Linked DNA regions of Rattus norvegicus: regions 1, 2 and 3 are each linked to region 4. A link is a contact called in public Hi-C data. All regions are on one chromosome and are shown on one strand. Each heading gives the region's core, a stretch centred on a gene start, on an enhancer-like site or on the middle of the called end of the contact. The rest is flanking DNA. Distances are from core to core; before and after follow the strand shown. Region 1 has its middle 14 kb from the start of Tmem247. Region 2 overlaps Prkce (protein kinase C, epsilon). Region 3 overlaps Prkce (protein kinase C, epsilon). Region 4 holds the start of Epas1 (endothelial PAS domain protein 1).

Region 1 (3,369 bases), core at 816-3,315, 160 kb after region 4:
CTAGATACCAAGGTCCTTCTCATCTCCCAGGGGCCTGTGTCAATTTTTCCTGCAGGCTGTGGTTGACATCTGTCCCCAGGTACCTTCTTAATCTCCCTGTCATCCACTGTTGCCCAGAACTGACAACTCCTAAATGGTTCCCTTCCCCCTGGATTTTCCCATTCCACTCTAATTTAAGCCACATTAATTCTCCAAATACTTATTTCCACACAGCCAAGTAGTTCCTTCCCCAAGGGCAATGACCATAGCTCTGTTACCACAGATGCTGCTCTTCATGGCACCCTATACACACACACACACACACACACACACACACACACACACACCACACACCACACACCCACACATACACACACACCACACACACACACACCACACACCACACACATACACACACCACACACACACCATATACATAGACATACACCACACACACCACACACACACACACACCACACACACACACACCACACACACACACACCACACACACACCATACACATACACATACACCACACACACACACACCACACACCATACACACACACATACACACACACCATATACATAGACATACACCACACACACCACACACACACACCACACACACACACACCATATACATAGACATACACCACACACACACACCACACACACACACCACACACACACACCATACACACACACATACACACACACCACACACACACCATACACGTACACCACACACACACCATACACACACACCACACACACACACCACACACACCACACACACACCATACACATACACATACACCCACCATACACACACCACACACACACCATACACATACACATACACCCACCATACACACACACCACACACCACACACACACACACCATACACACACACCATACACACACACCATACACACACACCATACACACACACATACACACACACCACACACACACCATACACATACACCACACACACACCATACACACACACCACATACACACACCACACACACCACACACACACCATACACATACACATACACCCACCATACACACACCACACACACACCATACACATACACATACACCCACCATACACACACACCACACACCACACACACACACCATACACACACATACCACACACACACACCATACACATACATACACACACACCATACACACACACACCACACACACCATATACATAGACATACACCACACACACCACACACACACACACCACACACACACACCACACACACACACTACACACACCACACACACACACCACACACACACACCATACACACACACACCACACACACCATACACACACACCACACATACACACACATACACACAACACACACACACACACACACACACACACACAGCTCTTGTATAAGCTGGAAAGCTGTGCCTCCCGACACCTAGAGATGTCTCACAGACCTCTCCCTGGCATTGTGCCTCTGTCCCCCCATTTCCCACCTGACACACCCTCCACCCCATCCTCTCCTTCCCACTAAGAGACCTGGCCCCCTTAATGTATACTCATTTGTCGTCTCTGCTGTCTCTGCACCCCCAGTGACCAGATGACAGGTAGATGTCAGCATCCCCATTCCTCTGGAGTAGAAACTTCCTACTGAGCTAAAAAGTTCTATCTCCCTCCTGTACAGCAATGAGTCCTCAGGCCAGCAGCATCCTCCGGCATTGTGCCTTCAATGAGAGGCAGAAGTACCAGGGTTCTGGGAAGCAGGAGGATAAAATAGGCAGAGAGGGACAGGGAGGGGAGGGGAGAGGGAGAGGGAGAAGGAGAGGGAGAGGGAGAGAGAGAGAAAACAGGCTACATTGGGGTGTCATTCACTCTTGATCCAAAAACCTGAGAAAAAGGCTTTCCAGTCAGCTAGGAAAAACAAACAAAGCCAGAATGGGGTCATCTGGAGGAAGAAGCCAGCCTAGCAGCTACCATACAATCAGAACCAAGTGGCCTCATGGATACAGCCCTGACACCATGCCGTGGAAACCTGAGGGGGCAGTGTTGCTGGTGTCCTGGGAGGAACTCTGTATTTCTATGTTATCGGCTGGGGGAGGCCTACAGCATTTGTTGGACTCTTCAGGCAAACACAGTGGCCAGATCTTCGAAACAGGACGCCTTTGTCCATGACTGACACCCTGGCCTAGAGCCCAGCTCTGCTTCAGGGGAGGATTTAGGTCACAAGAAAATGGGGGTGGGGTGGAGGGTGGCTGTAGCCTTAGAAATCTGTGTAAAAATTGGGGAGGCACTTCACCCCTTCCCAGGGTCACACCCTTGCCCTGTCTGACCTTACTTTGCATCACGCTGACTTTGAAGACACAGCATTGGATGGCCTCCTCAACCTCTTTTAAAAGCTATTTGGCAAATTCCCACCTGGCTGGAACCTCCCCCATCGATCTGTTACCTCTTTCTAGTCAGCTCAAATCATTGTGTAAAGCTTTCCCAACCTCCGTTCAGTATAAAGACCCGTGCAAACATGACCGGGAAGCCCCTGGAAGCCTCCAGTACACTGGAGAGTCACCAAGGACCACAAACTCGGACTGCTTTCCAAAGCCAGAGAGCATCTCAGACAAGGATGGTGCCCTGGCCTGCCGATGCTCCCCGGCTGTTTTGGCTTTAGAGAAAAGCTGCTGAAGATGTGAAAGCGGCTCTTGAAGAACGACCCAGTCACACCTGCTGTGATCTTTCCACTTCGGCTGCCCTTTCTAAACTGCTCCTTTTCACAGAGGTCAGCCCGAAGCCCTGCCTCCGAGGCCAGCCCTTATCCTCCGCGCATATTTAAAAGCGTTGGCAAACAGTTTTCCAACCCCTGTCTCTTAAGAGATGAGCTAACCGCTCACTCAGGCCTGGCGCTGAGCTAATGAACTGCGTGCCTTCCTGTTGGCTTTGCTCGCCATCTTCTGGACCGAAAGCAGTATTGCTACCAAGGAAGGGGCGGGCCCGGACGCTCCAGGGCTTCTTAGAGCAAACCCAAACACAGAAGACCAAGAGGAACTGTTCCTGAATACCAAGAGAGCAAGATTGAGCCTCGTTTTCTACCGCAGAGCTGTGCTCAACCACACACTTATTTTCTTTTGAGAAATCACTTCTGGAGCACCTGGCCTTACACTTTAACAAGCATGTGGCTGAACACCTACTATGTGCTAGTGGCCTGCTCGGACTGTGACAAGTAGTCACTAAAACACGTGTGCAAGTAAGCTGTGTCAGCACCCCTGAGCTGCAAGGAGCACGTGTCAAAGTCAGGGTTGAGCATAGTCTCTGCAGATTATTTTTACCGCCACTCTCGTGAACCCAGTATGAGAAAAGCAGGTTCCTCATGAGCTCCAGG
Region 2 (3,090 bases), core at 489-2,988, 140 kb before region 4:
GGGGAGAATTGGCAACAAGGAGAGTTTGAATCCCGTAGTGCGTAGGAGATACAGAGGAAGCCTGGTTGCACTGATCTCTTCCTGAGTGATGGGAAGACTAGGGTGGAGGCCACAGGACATCAGATGCGCCGCCTCTGGTGACTTAATAGTTCCCAATGATAGTATGTTTAAGTGGTTCTGTGTGTTACTTGGAAACATGGCTAGCAGGGATGGGATCTGAGGAATCGTCTCTTTACTTACTTGTTACTGTACCCATTCAGCCGACTACTATGGAGAGGCCATATTGTACCAGGCACTGTGGCAACTCAGAGGCTTCTTCCCCATGGAGTCATTCATTGTGCATGAAAGACACAAAGTGGGGCCAATGCTAGGACACCAAGGGCAGACACGGGAACCAGCTACAGACATCTGTGTCTCCTGTTTTGATTTTGAGGGGACATGGTAACTTGTGAGGCCAGGGACCAGACTGATGAAGGTGACACGGGTCCCCTCATTACACAGTGCCCTCAGATCTTAGGATACTACTGAATACATGCAGAACACGGGTTTAAAATTGCGTTTGGTTTGTTTTGTTTAAGTGCGCACTGACAAAGATTTGCTCCCAAGAGGAGATGGCAGCATTTAGTGTACAACAGTTAGGTTTGAAGGTTCAAGTCTCACAGCTTCCAGTTGCCAGTGGATCCTAACAATGTTAGGTCTTCAGCATGGAGCTAACCACCTCATCTCTCCACGTTTGGTCAGAGAAACACAGGGAAGCAACTTGTTTGACATCTCTGTCCTCAGATCTAGTCTGTACATCGGATCCCAAGTAGCCATTTTGATAAGTCCATGGTGACATGTACTTGGTTGGTGACATGACAAGGGGTGGGACACCAGATATGAATATCATGATGGCCTTGGAGCCTCTTCCCCATGACAGGGGATACAAATACCTGTTCTCCATCAACAGGGGTCAGGAAATTACCCAGCAAAAGCTAAGCATGTGCAAGCCTTCCTCGATGTGAACTTTAAAGAAGTTGTATTTTGGTTTTTGTGTGTGGTTTCAAGTGAATGCAAGTCCCCAGGCAGGTTAGAGGATGGAGTCAGGGTCTTTGGAACTGAAGTTACAGGCTGGTAGGAGCCACCTGCTGTAGATACTGAGAACCCAATTTGGGTCCTCTCCAAAAGAAGTGTGGGCTCTCACCCGCTGAGCCATCTATCCGGGCCCTTGCTATGGGTTTGTAGGAAGCAAGCATCGAGGCTTACAATCAGATAAGTTACTCTGCAGTGACTCCAAGCCCTACTTCCCGGGTACACCCCCAGGTTACTTGTCTTGGCTCTAAGCCAGCCATTTGACACCTGAGTCTTTAGCTGTCAGAACAGTAGGTGAAGGCCTGCTCTCCCTAGATAAGTCCGTGTGGTGAAAATGCCCTTGTCTGGCTTATCAGTTTCATCTTATAAATGTGTTTCCATGAGTCAGAACAGCCATCCTGTGGTAGCAGCAATGCTTGCTGTCCCACAGAAGGGCCAAGCGTGGACGCACTCAATTCACCTCAGGCAACAGGGCAAAGTGGTTAAGCACATGGAAGTGGTTTCCTGCCACCTGTGTGTCAGGGATCAGTTAAAAAATAAATGTCCCCAGACCCTTTTTTTTTTCTCAATTAGAAAAATGCAGATAAGAGTCCTCCCTGGAGGGTGTAGTAGGACACACATCCAGTTCCAGCCAGCTGGGAAGGCTGAGGTGGGAGGGACTCAGGAGTCTGAGATCAGCCTGGGCAATCCATCAAATTAAGAATCACGAAAGCAATAGCCTTCAAGATTGCAGGGCGGGGATAGATAAAAACTAGACGTTAGGAGTCAACAGTGGGCTTGACCTGAAAGCGTTTGGAGAAAATCTCTTTAAAAGGCAGTGATAGCTGGGCAGACACCACCGGGTGGTGGTGTGGACTTGGGGAATCTCAGAGTTTGAGGCCAGCCTGGTCTACAGAGAGAGTTCCAGGACAACCAGGGATACACAGAGAATCCCTGTGTCAAGGGATCAGAATATAAATAGATAGACAAATAGACAGACAGACAGATAGCAATGACTGGGGCCAGGAAATAGCTCTGTGGTTAACAGCACTGGCTGTTCTTGCAGAAGACGGGATTTGATTCCCAGCACCCACATGGCAGCTCATGACCATCTGTGACTCTGGTTCCACAGGACCCAAAAACACCTCTGGGCTCTGTGGGCACCAGGTACGCCATTTGGTGTGGATACCTACATTGTAGGTAAAATACTCCAGCACACAAAATATCTTATTTTTAAGAGACAGTGATGGCTGGAGAGATGGCTCAGTTGGTAAAGTGAGCCTGATACCCCAACAACCCATGCAAAGTGGTGGGGATGTGGCGATGCAAACCGTTAACCCTATAACTGCTAAAGCAACAGGACCCCTGAGGCCTGCTGACTCTAAATTCAGTGAGAGACCCTGCCTCAAAAAATACTAGGTGGAGAGTTACTGAAGAACCCCCCAATGCTGACCTTTACACTCAGAGGCACTCGTGTGCACACCCACTTCCCCCTCCCTCACCCTCCACATAGCAGCTCTTTGGATTTTAAATGATTGATCTGCAAAAATGTAGGTTTCTTCCTCTGATGAACACAGAACAAAACAGTGAATCACTCCACAGGCTTCATACTTCAGCATGCTTTTGTTTATGAAGATAATGGCTACCCCTTACTTGCCTCCCTGCTTGGCCTCATGTGGCCTTTGAGTGACTGAGCATTCTTGAAAGAGAGGCTGGGTTGTTGCCACAGAGGATGCCAGGCAGATGATACCAGCCAGTCATTACCATTTGCTACAATAGCCCGGGGCGTTTAACCAGAGGGCGTTTTGACTCCACAGAGAAAGCTCGCCTTTCTCCTGAGTGTCTTGTGAAATACTGGAGGTGTTTGGAAATGCGCCAGGAGCACTTCCATTCCTCCCTGACTAACCAGTCAGCCTCAGACAAGCAGTTTCTGCACCACCTGCCTCAAGAGTGATCCAAATGCTGGCACCCCTGAAATCATTTTCCTGATCTCTTATCTCAAGTAACTAAGAATTTCCTGTCAACTATGTGGCGTGGAGG
Region 3 (2,974 bases), core at 160-2,659, 210 kb before region 4:
CCCACATCCTAGGTCCCTGAAGGCCGCTGTGGCAGAGGATTCAGAGCCGGAAGTCCCTTGTGCTCGTCAGGCTTCCTCCACCCTCCTCAATGGTGTCTCCCTGCGGTTCATCCCGGGAACCAAGGTCATGGACTATAAAACTGATGGTTGATCTACAGTCAGATTGGAGGGTTGTTTGTTTTTGTAACAATTTGCTCTTCATTCTGCTTTTTTATTTGAAACTTTAATTTGTTTTATTGTCTCCGATTCCTCCCTGGCCAGTGTTACTGTGGTAGCCCAGCGTCTTAGAGAGGCCCTTTCAGTCAGTTTATGGGAACTGAGTCATTCATTAGAACGGTTCCCACAGAGGGGCTGGAGTGGAGCTCAGTGGGGGAGCACGCTCTCAGTGCGGCCACGGTCCTGGGCTTCATCTCAATGGGATGAGTTTTGAGGATGGGGTATATTCGGTAGTACAGCACCTGTCCAAAACACCTGAAGGCCAGGGTTTGAGTCCCAGGATGACAAGAAAGCATGCTAGAGAAATTGTTTTAATATCGGAAATTATAAGAGGGATCTCTTCCTGGGCACCCGTCAGGATCTGTGAAGTGGGGTTTTAGATTCTCCCGTTTGGCTGGTGGGGAAGGTCAGGGCTGCCACTCGGTTTCCTCAGCACAGCGCTGGCATTCCTGAGTGTCCTGTCGGCCCCTTGACCTCATTCGTTCCTCAGTTAAATACTTCTTGCTGTCCCTCTAGGAGTACAGTGCTGTTGAGGGCTGGGATGTGGGATGAGCTGGCTACACAATGGTTCCTGCTGAGGACGAGATGGAAGGCAGGGTGTGAGAGCCAGGGCGTGTGTTGTGGTCCCCCTGTGGGCCCTTCCTGGCACAAGGATGGGCTTGCCCCATCCAGTCAGGCCTCTTCCTTCCTGCAAGGCACAGGAGACCATGTGTCACGAGGGTTCCACTTGATTTCTACAGCTATGCCTGGGAATTAGAAACAAGACACAAACTGAACACTAAGCAGTCAATGGGGAAGCTGGGCAGGATGACATCTGGGATTCTTTGAGACGCACAGCAATGCTCTCCTTCCTAGTAGATTGCTTTCCCCTCCTGCCCCCAACTACAGTAGCTTTCATTTCCTGTATTCTTTTCACCAAATTGAAGGATAAAGTTACAGCTCATTAATGTGCATGTTAAGCACCTAAACAAAAACGCCTAGATATCCAAGTAGTTTCTCCGTTTAACTAGATAGAGTCTTAGCAATCCCATTTTAGGAGAAAGGAGAACAATTTTCTATGTACATTACCAAGGATCTTGCAGTTAGCCACTTCAGCCACTAGATGGCGATAATAATTAGCAGGGCAAGTGGGCTCACTGTGACTCATCCAGGCAGGAAGAGGAGACTAAAATAATTTAACTGAGTGAGGTGAGCATTCTAGAAGGATACATTTCGGAGCTTCCGGTTTCCAGTACTGGCAAATGCTTTCTTCCATATACAAAATTCTAAAGTTAGAAGGGAAAAAGAAATAGGAGTGGAGCTATCTCTTAAAAACTAGAGCTGCGGAAGCTTGCCAGTTTGTTCCTACTTTTGTCTGTTTTACATCTACAATGAAGACACTGAAATTATTTCTGAGCTCGTGAGCAGACTGCAGTCCCTGCGGCCGTGCTCTAAACCCTACCTGGTGGGGCAAATAGCTCATCCTTCGAAGGAGCTGATTGGAGCTCTACGAAACAGGCCCAGATGTTTGTTTTTATTTTACGTAGATGTAAACCATGCTCCTGTGATAGAGAGCCCAGCTACTGTGCTACTGTGACCATCTCAAAAGTGGACAGGAATTTGTCGAGTGTTTGGCCAGAGGCGCTACTCTGTTTCCTTCACAGGTGATCCTCGTTCTGTCGAAACAGGAGCAGCCTTTTCCTACTAACTCATGATAAGACTCGATGGGAAAGCGGGAGGAGGGCAGGACATACATCTTTAAGGACTTCACAGAATCTCTCTTCCTCTGTGAATAACTGTCCCAGGCCCGAGTCCTCACATTCTCCACTGGCTAATAACATTTGATTGTCTATGAAAATCATTAACAGCCCCAAGATACGAGGCCTCATTCCTCTGACAGCTGAAGCTGCCCAAGTCTCAGCGATGCCTTCCCCGATTCTCATCGGTAGTCACCAATTAATCAGACTTCTTTATACCGATGCTTTCTTTAATAAGAGGTATTCGGTGATGACGGAGGAACACCCCTAGCAAACAAAGGTTTAAACCCAGCCCAAGGGGCTCTGATTACCATCGGGAGCCTACGCCCGATGCAGAGTCTGACTGAATGCTATCGCTTTTCTAGATTAGATAGGAGAATGAGGGAGACATTTTTTAGGGTGCCTATGCTCTGGTTTTGGTGACAGTTCAAACAGTGAGAACTAGAAAATGCCTTGTTGGCCTATCACTGATAACAGAAGTATTTAGAAGGCAGAGCTAGATGTATGGTTTCAATAAACTGTTATTTATTTACTGTTTGCATAAATGCAAACAACGTGTCGTAATTACCTCATCAGTGACCCACTCCCTCGAACGAGCACCCCGAGACTTCCTCTCCCACTTGGTGTACCTCTGTAAAGATGTATCTATGTCGTGTGGATGAGTATTTTGCCAGCATGTATTTCTGGGCACTGCGTGCATTATCTGGGCCCTGTGGAGGCCAGAACTGGGTGTGGGGTTCCCTGGAAATTGACCGGTTACGGATGCGGTTACCGATGCTTGTGAGTCACCTCGTGGGTTCTGGGATCCCAGGCCCCCTGCAGCAGCTTCTGTCTTTGTTGCTGTCATGATCCACCAATGCGAGTTCTTTCTTTCTGCGGGTTCTTTAGTGTGCCACCATTTTCTCATCCATCCTCACACGCATCTCTGTCATGGCTTGGGCTGCAGACTCATGGGTACAGGGATGAGAGCTGTGTGGGGGCATTGCCATGGCTCCTGAGACCTCAGCTCTACATTTCCTTTG
Region 4 (3,237 bases), core at 123-2,622:
ACTTTCCATTAAGACAAAAAAATGGGTCACCCAGCCCATTCATCTAGATACCTTCCGAAGACTAAAAAAGTACCCACCTTCTTGGTGCCTTAACAAACTTAAGATCCGCCCCCGTCCCAACACATACACGCACACCGTCTCTGGTTATAATTTTACTAGGAAATTTGGGTGCAAAAATAGTGCGGGAAGCACAGACTTGGGTCCCAGGGCAGCCCAACTGAGGGAATGTGCTTTCTCTGCAATTCACAACTACGCAGCCCATTGACTCTCTCCCTAGCCTTCAAAAATCAATGGCTGTCTTCGTCTGGAGATTTTCCTGCAGGTCACCTAAGTAGGGAATGGGAAAGTGTCTAAGATGAGGGCAGGACTGGAAATCTCATGGGTGGAAAGAGCCAAATCGTTCTCTGCCTGCGTGTGGGAGAAGAGACTCCATAACTACTACGTCCCGCAGTTGGCGGTATCCTTGGAACTCCAGAAGGGCAGATCCAGTGACTTGGAAATAAGTTATCAACACACTCGCTGAGGTGATGCTAGGGTACTGAGAGCGGGCAGAGGCCTGCGGGGGCCTTCAAGACCCTCCTCTCAGGCATGCGCTTAAACCTAACAGCGCCTCAAAACAATCCATAAATCGGTTGAGGAAAAGACACGGGCAGGAGAAGCCCTAGATCATTTTTGTCCCAGATTCTCCCACACCTTTCTGCCTCTCCGGACTCAGAAGTCAAGGTCAGTTCCGCCAAAAGGAGCGCACCTCCAAGGCAGACAGACGCGCAGCACTGCAGTCCGGGTCCTGGGAATTATTCCCGCCGGCTGGCCGAAGGGAGCCACACGGCTGGTTTAGGGACCGCACCCGGAAGCGGGGGTGGGTGGGTGGATAAGCGCTGCACTCCCTAGCTGCGCTCGCGACCTCCGACCCAGCGCTCCTGCCCCGGCTCTTAGGGGGAAAGTGAGGCTGAAAGGACGCCGACGCAAAGTCATACGCCGAACTTGGGTAGCAGATCCCCGCCACTATTCAGCCCTGCGCTAACTGCGCCTCCATTCGGAGTCCCGTATAGTTACTCGCCACCGGCGACCTCACAAACAAGTCGCCGATCTGCGGAAGGAGGAGGAAGGGCAGGCAGGGCAGACGGGCGCTGGAGGAGCGCTGCCGAGAGAAAGGGGCGGTCCGGGGTCAGGGCAGAGGCTGTGGCCGCGCCTCCCCATTGGCCGGGACGCGGTGGGAAGCTGGGGCAGGCAGCCAGTGGCGGGGGCGGAGCTTGCCTGGAGCCCCGCCCCGGCCCCGCCCCCGGCCCGCTGTCCCACTCCCGCGCCCCTCGCGCCCTCCGGCGGGCGGGCCGTCCGAGTTTTTAAAGTGGGCTGGAAGCTGCGGAGGCCGGACATTCGAGAGCGGCCGGTGTACAGCTCCGGAGTCCGCTGCGCTCCGCTCCAGCTCTCCTGAGGCGGCCGTACAATCCTCGGCAGTGTCCTGAGACTGTATGGTCATCTCAGCGGCCGCACTCGCCTGCTCCCGGATTTTTTCCAACCTGCTCTCTTCGAGCCACTTTTTTTTTTTTTTTTTTTGGTTGGTTGGTTTTGTTTTGTCAGATCCCAGAAAAGTGACTCCAGTTCGGGGATAAACGGAACTTCAGGTCCCTTGTCGCTGCTCTCTTTTGGCGTCTTGCAACCTCCTCCCATTCCTTTCCCCAGCCCCGCCTCCTCCTGCAGGTTCCTCCCCGTCACCCCTCTCCTCCCTCCTCCTCAGCACCTAGCCAGCCGTCCGCAAACTTCCACCTGATTGTGCGGGACTCTCGGACCTGCGAGCACTGAAGACCTGTCTCACCTGCCGGGGCGACAGAGAGCTGCGGAGGGCCACAGCAAAGAGAGCGGCTGCAGCCCCTACGGGGTTAAGGAACCCAGGTGCTCCGGGTGTCGGAGGGCCGCGGCGACAATGACAGCTGACAAGGAGAAGAAAAGGTAAGCGGGCGTCAGAGCTGAACGGTCCCCCGCATTGGCGGAACTGCGCGTGGCGGGCGCGACCCGGGGCAGTCGCGAGAGGGGTGCGAGAGGTCTCGGAGGCCGGAGGACCGCTCTTGGGGGGTTTTGAGTAAGCGAGCGGGTGCTGCCTTTAGGGACACGGAGCTGGGGCTTCGCAGTGGAGTTGCAAACCGGATAGTTCCGAGGCCTTGAGACGCGGAGAGATGGCCCGGAGGTCAGGGGTGCTTCCGCGGGGTCTTCCAAAGTCTGTCGTCCCTAGAGCGCGAAGCTTCCCCAGCCAGTGGTTTGAAATGTTTCTGGGCCGATGCCCTCGAGTCTCAGGGTTTCCATGCTGGGGCAGCAGACGTACCTTTCTTTCCTAAGACTTTCCAGGTCTTTTCGAGCGCGCTGCTATGCGGTCTTTGCGCCCCAAACTTGCAAGGGATAGAGGGCAAATCGCAACTCGGGGGCGCGCCCTGCCCGAGAAGCAGGAACACGGCCAAGGAGCCTGCTCCAGACAGTACCCAAGTTTGTTGAGCCCCCTTAACCTTATCCTGCACCTAGACTCCGGCAGAGTGCGGAGTGAGTGACCTGGATTGCCCTGCGGGGGCAGGTGTCCTAGTGTGCAGAGAGAGGACGGTGACACCCAGCCGCTCAGAGTGTCTGATTCTTAAGACAGGGAAGGGCAGCCACGAAGGCGAACCTTTCGGCACTGGGTGAGAGGCAACTCGGGCCAAGTCGCGCGGCCCTCGAGCCTCCTTCAATCCGCCCCGATCTGGTGACATGACCCCCAGCTCTCGAAGCCGAGATGGGAGCGCACCATGCGTCCGCGCAGACCTGGGTACGTCCTCGCCTCCTGCAAAAGTTTATAGCTGCTTGCCTAGCACTTTGCTCCTGTTTCGTCAGTGCGTGCTGTGGCCTAGAGCTCCCAGCGCTGCGCTCGGCGGCGACTTAGCTGGGGAGTCCGGAATCGAACGCATGACCGCAGAGTGGCGCGAGCTGTGGGAGATTCGCGGCCAGGCTGGAAAAGACTGGCGGTGAGGACTAAGCCCCGAGCAGATTGGCTTTTGTTTGGACTTCCACTTAGGGACATGAGCCAGGAGCTGTGTATCCTCTGGTCGAAAGCGGCAGCTCCCACCTCAGGGCACCGATAAGGAGTTGATAAACTCCAGCGAATCGCACCCGTCCTGGCCGGGCGCCCGCGCCCTGAGCTGGCGGATCTCTAGTGGGGGAAGGTATTGAGTCCGGCTCCAGATTCCCGATGATCGGCCACCAAACAGCTCTGAG

The links. A called contact is a pair of places that touch in the nucleus more often than the background predicts.
Region 1: a contact with region 4 is called in a Hi-C map of hepatocytes, with 4 times the contacts expected there. The contact joins the enhancer-like site here to the promoter of Epas1 in region 4. A contact is called at or near these places in 5 of 12 Hi-C or Micro-C datasets (hepatocytes, kidney, liver and 1 more) and 1 of 1 datasets of contacts at active chromatin or transcription factors (oligodendrocytes).
Region 2: a contact with region 4 is called in a Hi-C map of kidney, with 2.3 times the contacts expected there. The contact joins the enhancer-like site here to the promoter of Epas1 in region 4. A contact is called at or near these places in 5 of 12 Hi-C or Micro-C datasets (Schwann cells, kidney, liver and 2 more).
Region 3: a Hi-C map of the A7r5 cell line shows a contact between it and region 4, with 1.9 times the contacts expected there. The contact joins the enhancer-like site here to the promoter of Epas1 in region 4. A contact is called at or near these places in 9 of 12 Hi-C or Micro-C datasets (the A7r5 cell line, Schwann cells, frontal cortex and 5 more) and 1 of 1 datasets of contacts at active chromatin or transcription factors (oligodendrocytes).

What each region holds. Positions count from the first base shown.
Region 1 is chr6:13,467,242-13,470,610 of GRCr8, reverse strand. No RefSeq gene overlaps it. Among named protein-coding and RNA genes, the nearest start is that of Tmem247, 14 kb to the right of the region's middle. Within about 2 kb of position 2,065, at least 47 of the 93 cell types and tissues checked have an H3K27ac peak or open chromatin away from gene starts, as enhancers often do. A contact at or near this core is called in hepatocytes and liver, where this site is marked.
Region 2 is chr6:13,760,664-13,763,753 of GRCr8, reverse strand. All of the region lies in intron 11 of Prkce (protein kinase C, epsilon), which reads left to right. Among named protein-coding and RNA genes, the nearest start is that of Epas1, 140 kb to the right of the region's middle. Within about 2 kb of position 1,738, at least 12 of the 93 cell types and tissues checked have an H3K27ac peak or open chromatin away from gene starts, as enhancers often do. A contact at or near this core is called in Schwann cells, where this site is marked.
Region 3 is chr6:13,831,601-13,834,574 of GRCr8, reverse strand. All of the region lies in intron 10 of Prkce (protein kinase C, epsilon), which reads left to right. Among named protein-coding and RNA genes, the nearest start is that of Prkcel1, 97 kb to the left of the region's middle. Within about 2 kb of position 1,409, at least 20 of the 93 cell types and tissues checked have an H3K27ac peak or open chromatin away from gene starts, as enhancers often do.
Region 4 is chr6:13,622,864-13,626,100 of GRCr8, reverse strand. It overlaps Epas1 (endothelial PAS domain protein 1), which reads left to right and starts at 1,372. Exons shown (of 16, transcript NM_023090.2): 1 at 1,372-1,950. The coding sequence starts at 1,925.